Regions from separate parts of the Mus musculus genome. Here all the other regions are linked to region 1. The links are chromatin contacts, called in public ChIA-PET and promoter capture Hi-C maps. All regions are on one chromosome and are shown on one strand. Each heading gives the region's core, a stretch centred on a gene start, on an enhancer-like site or on the middle of the called end of the contact. The rest is flanking DNA. Distances are from core to core; before and after follow the strand shown. Region 1 holds the start of Ddx50 (DExD box helicase 50). Region 2 holds the start of Dnajc12 (DnaJ heat shock protein family (Hsp40) member C12). Region 3 holds the start of Sirt1 (sirtuin 1).

Region 1 (2,682 bases), core at 59-2,558:
AATGGAACTCTCAAATGTAAATTCCAAATTTAGTACGTTCTACAAAAACAGAAAAACGAGAGTTGGGAATAGAGCTCAACGCTGGGCATTTGTCGGGCATAGTGGTGGCCTCACTTCAATGCCCACTGGGAAGGTGACATAAAAGGGTGGCTAGAATTTAAAATTTACCTTCGTGGTAGGTCCTAGGGGGTGTTTCCTCATCTCTAGCACTCTACAGAGTAAATATTTTATCAAGTGTCATCTTTCCCACAGTCATTTTCATCCTCATTCAGCTTTCTTTCTCCAGGTCAAATGTCTCCAGTAAAAATTTTACCTCTGCATTTTTTCTTAACACCATAAGATCCTCTATTTTTCGGGTTCTTTCTTTCTTTCTTTCTTTCTTTCTTTCTTTCTTTCTTTCTTAATGTCTTGGACGGAGGTGGGGATAGAACCTCTACAGGCTCCTGGTGGGCAGGGACTATTCTGCATACTTAATTAGTTTTATCTCCTCGGTCCTCAGCTAAGAGTCTGGCACGATTAGCCTCAATAAAAACCACAGTGGATTGAAAATACTGACAGTAAGGGCTATTCGTAATACAACCCCCACGAACTCCATCACAGCCAACCCCTGGCAAGCCTGGCTTTGACACTGTTCCTTAAGCCTCTATTACCCAATCATGGAGGATTGTAACCCCCTAGGATAGCTTTTCCCGAGACTGCTGCAGACACGACACCGCGACCGGGAGGCAACACATAGGCAAAGCCATCATCATCTCTGTCTCAACTCTTCGAAGGCCCCGGAAAACCAAATGAAGGGACTCGCCGCCTAAGAAAGGGAACACGAGCAGATTCCACGGCGATGGGAGCTCAAGTCTGCCCATCTCTCGGGAGAGATCCGGGCGCAGAGGCCGACGTGGGGCTGAAGTACCACGGAAGCCGGGCCGTTCTCCTCCAGGTCCGGGAGTGCGGCGATGGGGAATGGTCCCTGGGACCTCGGAGGGCTGAGCTCGGCGAAGGGGAAGCTGTCCCTCGGAAACTCGCCCCCGGTCCTGACAGGTCTTTCCCCTTCCTAGACAGCTCCCCTCCCCGCCCAGGCCAGCGCAGCCCGAGGGAGGCGCGGCCCAGCCGCAGCACACCTTTTGCCGCTCCTTCCTCTGGCTCTCGGACTCTTCCAAGGGTGCCTCGAGCTCCATTATGTCTCCCCAGAGGAGTTTCCCGGGCATTACTGGCCGTCGCAACCTCCCGCCCGGCTGCGGTGGCCGCGACCACCTACGGCCACCGAGAGCGTGAAAGGAAGCGGGGGCTGGGCGGCCCCGCCGGCCAGGACCGTGCGTCACTTCCGGGCCACGCACCTCGCGGCGGGAGCAAAGCAAGCCGGAACTCTACAGGAGGAAACTCTCCCAGAGAGTCGCAGCCTCCCTCGGCCAATGAAAACCTGAGTGGCCCCGATGGGCCCGCCCACGGTCTGAAGTGACAGGCTTCTCCAGAGCACGGGCCAATCTCCAGGAAGGACGCTCGCCTCCCCTGGCGCGGCACGCAGAATTCCAAGTGTTCCCCTCCCCCCGCTCGGAACGCCTCCCTTCCCAGCATGCCCTGCAACGCTCGCGCAGCCCCCTCGCAGGCGGCGGGGAGCGAGGGGCTGACGCGCGACGCAGCGGCTCGTGGGCAAGCACGAGCTGAGGCCGGCGGGAGCGCCACGCGCCGTACAGCCATTCGCCGCCGGAAACTGCAGCCCTCCGCCCCGCCCCCGCCCCGCCCCGCCCCCCGCAGTGGGTGGAGCGTTAGCCTGTAACGGTACCTGGGCATTGACGTCGAGGCTTCCCGGGGTCAGCAGAATCTGCAGGGGTCTGAAGCCGAGGGGCCGCCTCAAGGATATTAGCTCCTTATGCAGGCGTTAAGTTATGGCTTCACTTTTAGTTCTCACGTATCCCAGAAGAAACCAAACCCACCCGAGAAGCGAATTTATTTGTCCAAACTCAGTAGCGCTTGTAAGACTTGAAAAGTGATCGGAATCCGCGATGGGCACAGCGCTCTCACAGCTGTAATTTCCCAGAGTTGCAAGGCGAATGCTCGCTCCTATGAAACAGAATAGGGAAAAATCTAAAGGATAAGAAAAGCAAGTCCAATGTGTCTGACAGATGACCTGCTTGTAATACGTACATTTAATCTTAAGGTTCAGGATTAACTGCCTCTGAGGTACAAATTTATATGAAAGATATCAGTGTCAGCGAATTGACTTCTTGGTCTTTATGTATATTCACAAAGATTGGGCTCGATCCCCTGTACCTCACAGACCAGGCAAGCCTACTACCAATTGAACAACAATCCCAGTCCTCAAACCTTGTTTATCATGTTCTCTTTATTCAGTCAATCAGCTATTACATTCCTGAGGGAAGATGACACCAAACCTAGATGTAGGTACAGGGCATTCTTGCAAACTACATAATGTCTAGTGTAGCAGTCTTGTAATCTGAGCCTCAAACACAGGCCTTAAAAAAATTACAGCTACACGTCCTGAGTTCTATGATTAGACTTAAATAACCGGGACCACAATATTTTAAATTTGTGATAGCTTCCAGAATTCTATGAAAATAAGGACTGGCTTAACATCAATGACTTTGTCTGAATGTAGTCTTATGGATTCAGTTTTATAACACCAGGTGTGTTCAAGGAATGATGGTGAAAAAGGCTTTTCCCACAAGT
Region 2 (2,682 bases), core at 56-2,555, 740 kb after region 1:
ATTTTCTTCTGTCTCTTAAAAAAATAGGTTAAAAAAAAAACTATCCAAGTAACAGAGGTACAATAAATTAGTAACAGTTTTACACTAAATTGTCAAAACTGACTTCCGATTAGCTAATAGGAAAAAAAAAAATCACCATGTCAATACTCAAACTCCACCGAGGCACATAGGACCTCACAGAGACTGTGAGAGCACACACAGGCCTGTCCGTGTTCAAGCCAGATGAGGTCCCAGCACTGAGAGGGGAAGTAGAGATGGCCTCCCATCCCTAACCAACAAGCCATCTTCAGTTGATATCATCAAGGAAAAAGTAGTTCTCTGTAGCGGGGTCTCACTGGGTATATTAGGCACACTTAAGGGTGGGCTCCGTGCCCAGCAGGAAACGGGTAACACAGAACAAACTCAATGGTATTTTTTAAAAAAGATTTATTTATTTATTATATGTAAGTACACTGTAGCTGTATTCAGACACACCAGAAGAGGGCATCAGATCTCATTATGGATGGTTATGAGCCACCATGTGGTTGCTGACAATGGTATTTTTTAAAGCCTTTTTGTTTTATATTGCATAAAAAAAAATTACTGGCCTTCTGCTGGTATGTTATGGTTTCCCAGTTTGTGTTTTTAATTTTTTTTAAAGATTAATTCATTCATTTTATATATGTGAGTACACTGTAGCTGTCTTCAGACACATCAGAAGAGGGAGGGCATCAGATCCCATTACAGATGGTTGTGAGCCACCATGTGGTTGCTGGGAATTGAACTCAGGACCTTTGGAAGAGTAGTCAGTGCTCTTAACCGCTGAGCCATGTCTCCAGCCCGTGTTTTTAATTTTATAGATTTTGTTTGCATGTGTTTCTTCCATTATTTTTCTCTAAATTCTTTTATTTTAGTTTTTAAAATTTGTTTTCTAACGAGAGAAGGGGGAAAAAAAAAGGCGAGATGTTGGGTGAGTGAAGGAGAGGGGAGGATCTGGGAGGAGTTGGGACCGGGGAACCATAATCAGAATATATATTGTATGAAACAAATTTTTTCAATGAAAGCAAAAAGTAAAGAGCAAACCAAACCAAACCAAAACAACATCAACGACAAACAATAGCATCACCAGCAGCAGCAGCAGCAGCAGCAGCAGCAGCAGCAGCAGCAGCAGCAGCAGCAGCAGCAACAACAACAACAACAACAACAACAACAACAACAAAACACAACAGCAACAAAAAACCCAACAGCAACAACAAACCCCAAACTACAGATCCCAGCAGCCCCGCATGGCAGGCTCGATCCTGGGCAAACAGCCAATGAGAAGCTGTGTTTGCAAAGGGCTGGCTTGACGTCTGGGTGCTCGCTGGTTTGGAAAGTCCTGCTGAAATGTAAAGAGCTTTGCTGTCGCCCCGGAGCTCACAGTGTCGGTGGCGTCGGAGAGGACTGACTCATCCGCTGTAAATGGACGCGATACTGAACTACAGGCCGGAGGGCAGCGAGGACTACTACGCCTTGCTGGGATGCGATGAGCTCTCCTCGGTAAGCAGGGTTGCAGGTTCTCACCAGGTCGCCTTTGAGATCAGCCACGTCTCCTGGAACTCCAACCTCGTACCATTTGGAAGGAGTTTCGGCTCGGAGAAAGTGAAGGATTAAAATGCTTGCTGGTTAATTTGAGGAAAGGACTCCGAACTTCAAAGTATTAGCTGGGAGAGGGACCACATACAGTTTTTATTTATTTAGAGCAGCGGTTCTCAACCTGTGGGTTGCTACGGACTTGGGGTCGCATATCAGATATCCTGCACATCAAATATTTTTAATTACAATTCATAAACGCAGCAAAATTACAGTTATGAAGTAGCAACGAAATAATTTTATGGTTGGGGGTTACCGCAACGTGAGGAACTGTACTAAAGAGTCGCAGCATTAGGAAGGTTGAGAGCCACTGCCTAAGTAAAGGCTGCGATTTAGAGCTCAGGAGGCGGGGCCCCCTGTCTGTAGTCTCCTCGTTCAGAGAAAGTCTCATGGATTTTATAGTACCATTATAACCTCAAATGGTATTAAATACCATTATAATTTCAAATCAAATCAAGTTAGATGTCATATCTGGTGGGAGATTTTTCTTTTAAAGAAAGTAATGCTTCCCTTAGACATCATATACTTGAGACAAATGTGTTATTCTTTTTTTTTTCGAGACAGGGTTTGTCTGTATAGCCCTGGCTGTTCTGGAACTCACTTTATAGACCAGGCTGGCCTCGAACTCAGGAATCCGCCTGCCTCTGCCTCCCGAGTGCTGGGATTAAAGGCGTGAGCCACCACGCCCAGCCAAATGTGTTATTCTTTTAAAGACTTATTATTTTTGTTTTATGTGCATGCATGCATGCCTGTATGTATATATGTATGTGCATTTGGGTTCTATTTGGCTGAGTAGGGATACTTACTCTGTCATATAGCCTGCATTACTTTTTTGTTTGTTTTGTTTTGTTTTTGTTTTTGAGACAGAGTTGGCTTGGAACTCACCATCTCAGCATGTAGATCAAGTTGGCCATGGTTCACAGACATAACTTGCCTCTGCCTCATAGGTGATGGGATTAAAGGCATGTGCCACCATGCTTAGCCACAAAGCCAATTTTTTTTTAAACATCGATAGTTATAATTAGTTTAAAGAAATATCCTACTACACATACATTTTTATTTAAAAATTAT
Region 3 (2,682 bases), core at 124-2,623, 690 kb after region 1:
TTTCCCCTTTAATACCTGACATCAAGGGTCATTTCCTATTTCAGTCCCTAACACGTTTTGTTGTTTTTTAATTCATGGCACCATTATACGAGCCACAAACATCTACAAGGGCACTGACAGACTCTGATAAATTCTGTACAAAGCTTTTCAGGAAGACGATAAGTGGCATTATTACAAAAACAAAACAAAAAAGTAACCCAAACGTTTGGCGTCAATAGGGCAAAACCAAGCAGGTTTGTTTCAGGTTTGTTAATCTAAAAATGTTGCGAGCATGATTTTGAAAGGAAAAGAAAACTTACGAAAGTACAGTACAACTATAACTCCTCTATATCGAAGTGATAAATGCAATCGCAGAAAAGCAACATTTTTAGGAATAGCCATTTCCTTACATTTTTTAGACTGTGTCTCAAGAAATAGCTTTGGTGTATTAAAATTTCTAACTTCAAAAAAAGACATAGGTCTATCCAAAAAAGAAAAAAAAAAAAAAAAGCAACACAGGTGTCAGTTTGCAAAACGAAATCGCATGTCGATCCACGGGACAGCCCCAAAGTCGCAAAGCAAAGTGTGCAGTGAGGAAAACTATAACTTCACTAAAGGCGCATCGGGAGGGAAACCAAACCGAGGGAGGGAAAACTTCACTCTAACGCCAAACTGCGAGAACCGCGGTCCCGGCGACTGCGCGCAGCAGCGCAAGGCGGCCCAGGCGAGCGGCGAGTCCGCGCGCGGCTCCGCAGCAGGGCCGGCGAGCTCGGCGGCGCGCGGCCGAGCCAGGGCCGAGCTGCGCCGCTGCCGCCGCCGCCGCCGCGGAGCCCGCGGAGCTCTCGGGGCCCTGGGCAACCTGGGACCGGGTCACAGGCGGGGACGCGGAGGGACGCGGCTGCGCGGCAGCGCGCGCGGACTCACCTCGGTAGCCGATCGCTGCCGCCGCCGCTGCCGCCGCCGCCTCGTCCTCCTCCTCGCCCTCGTCGTCGTCGAAGTCGTCAGCCGCCCTCGGCTCCCGCCGCAGGCCGGACCCATTGTCTCCGTCCCCGGCCACGGCCGTCGCCGGGGCCTCCCGCTCCGCGCTCGCCGCCGCCCCTGCCGCCTCCCGCCACAGCGCCGCCGGGGCCGCGGCGCTCGCCGCCTCACACCCCGCGGCCGCCGGCGCCACTGCTGCGCTCGGCTCGCCCGGGCTGCGCCCGAGGCCAGGCCCGTCTCGGCGGGGCCTCTTGCGGAGCGGCTCGTCCGCCGGCTGCGACGCGGCCTCCATGGCGGCCGCCGCGGAAGGGGAGCCGGCGGCCTGAAGGGCGAGCGCCACCTCGTCCGCCATCTTCCAACTGCCTCTCTGGCCCTCCGCCCTCGCCTCCTCTGCTCCGCTCGACGCGCGGCACTGGCGCCCCCGCGGCTCGGCTGCGGGAGATTTAAACCCCGTCACGTGACCCGCCCCTCCCCGCCCCCGCGCCTCTCCCGCCACCCACGCGGGCCGGACCACAACACGCCGGGTCACGTGGCCGGGCGCCGCCCGCGGCCTGGGCCCTTCCCGGCCCCACCCAGGGCGGCTCGGCTCCCCTCAGCGGCCTCTGGCGCCTCCCGCCCGCCCGACCCGTTCGCTCGCTCGCTCGCTCGCTCGCTTGCTCGTCCGGGATCGCCGCGGTGGTTCAAGTTTGCGATGGCGCCGCCACTTCCCACCTGGGCCTCACGCGTGCACCTTGCCTGCCTGCGCCTCTTCGCCTCAAGTCGGCTTTTACCTCAGGGGCTCTGGAGAGCCCAACCTGGCCGACGCCGGCCTTCCTGAGGAGAACTCCTCCACCTGCCTTGCCCTTGCTCTGTGACAGCTCTTCCTCAGGTTACCCCTGTGGTCTCTCCTCAGGAAGTTTGCGCTCTCTCCCAATCTCCCTTCTCAAGTGCAATGGAATGCCCAAGCCAGCCCTCGGGGCCTGTTGCCCTCCTGGAAAGATCTGGCGATTGAGGACCCGCCCTATCTGCTCTCTGGACCCACCAGGTCCTCTGTACCTCGCTTTAGTCTTTGGTAAAATTCATCTCTTGGGGCAGCAAGAGAGAGGACAGAAGGGAGAGTGGTTGGTTCTCCACAAACTTCTGTGTTAAGAGTCAGATTGGGCCTGGGCTCTTGTGACTTGGGCGATTGACTGAACCTTTTCTAAGCCCAGTTTTTAATCATCTCTAAAATGACAGGGCCAGGACCGAAAGAGACTGTAGCTCAGTTGTAAAGTCACGCTTGCCAGACAACCCCGAAGCCCTAGAGAGAGGGAGGAAGGAGGGTAAGTTGAAGGTAATCTCCAACTACTTAGGAAGTTCAAAAAAGGCCTGGAATACATAAGACCTCGTCTCAAAAACGAAATTTAAAACGATAGACCATGAGAAATCAGCTAGTCAGGTTTAAAGTAAATGACATTAGTTTTAAAATCCTAGGCAGTTGATGGTGGCACAGGCCTTTAATCCCAGCAAGCTGGAGGAGACAGGAGGAGGTTCACTAGGACAGCCAAGGCTACACAAAGAAACCCTGTCTCGAAAAAATAATCTTACTTCTAGAATTGTAGAAATGGCTCTGTAGTTAACAGCACTTGTTGCTCCTGCAGAGGCCCTAGGTTTGACTCCCATCATCCACATGACAGCTCATACCTTCAGATCTGACACCTGCTTTTGGTAAACACAGACATGTATGGAGCCAAAAGACCCAAACAC

Evidence for each region. ChIA-PET counts read pairs in DNA pulled down with a chosen protein or histone mark. Capture Hi-C pulls out chosen DNA fragments and counts their contacts.
Region 2: a contact with region 1 is called in a promoter capture Hi-C map of liver, with 3 times the contacts expected there. The contact joins the promoter of Dnajc12 here to the promoter of Ddx50 in region 1. A contact is called at or near these places in 3 of 39 promoter capture datasets (erythroid cells, hippocampal neurons and pre-B cells), 4 of 484 Hi-C or Micro-C datasets (CD4 T cells, CD8 T cells, muscle stem cells and 1 more), 5 of 115 datasets of contacts at active chromatin or transcription factors (bone marrow-derived macrophages, cardiomyocytes, extraembryonic endoderm stem cells and 2 more) and 2 of 9 other capture datasets (adipose tissue and liver).
Region 3: a contact with region 1 is called in an RNA polymerase II ChIA-PET map of memory CD8 T cells, with 55 read pairs. The contact joins the promoter of Sirt1 here to the promoter of Ddx50 in region 1. A contact is called at or near these places in 1 of 39 promoter capture datasets (hippocampal neurons), 5 of 115 datasets of contacts at active chromatin or transcription factors (astrocytes, bone marrow-derived macrophages, effector CD8 T cells and 2 more) and 2 of 9 other capture datasets (adipose tissue and liver).

Annotation. Positions count from the first base shown.
Region 1 is chr10:62,649,910-62,652,591 of GRCm38.p6, forward strand. Ddx50 (DExD box helicase 50) reads right to left here and starts at 1,309. Exons shown (of 15, transcript NM_053183.3): 1 at 1,116-1,309. The coding sequence starts at 1,202.
Region 2 is chr10:63,385,258-63,387,939 of GRCm38.p6, forward strand. Dnajc12 (DnaJ heat shock protein family (Hsp40) member C12) reads left to right here and starts at 1,306. Exons shown (of 5, transcript NM_013888.3): 1 at 1,306-1,518. The coding sequence starts at 1,441.
Region 3 is chr10:63,337,662-63,340,343 of GRCm38.p6, forward strand. Sirt1 (sirtuin 1) reads right to left here and starts at 1,374. Exons shown (of 9, transcript NM_019812.3): 1 at 904-1,374. The coding sequence starts at 1,309. RefSeq lists a promoter at 1,310-1,938.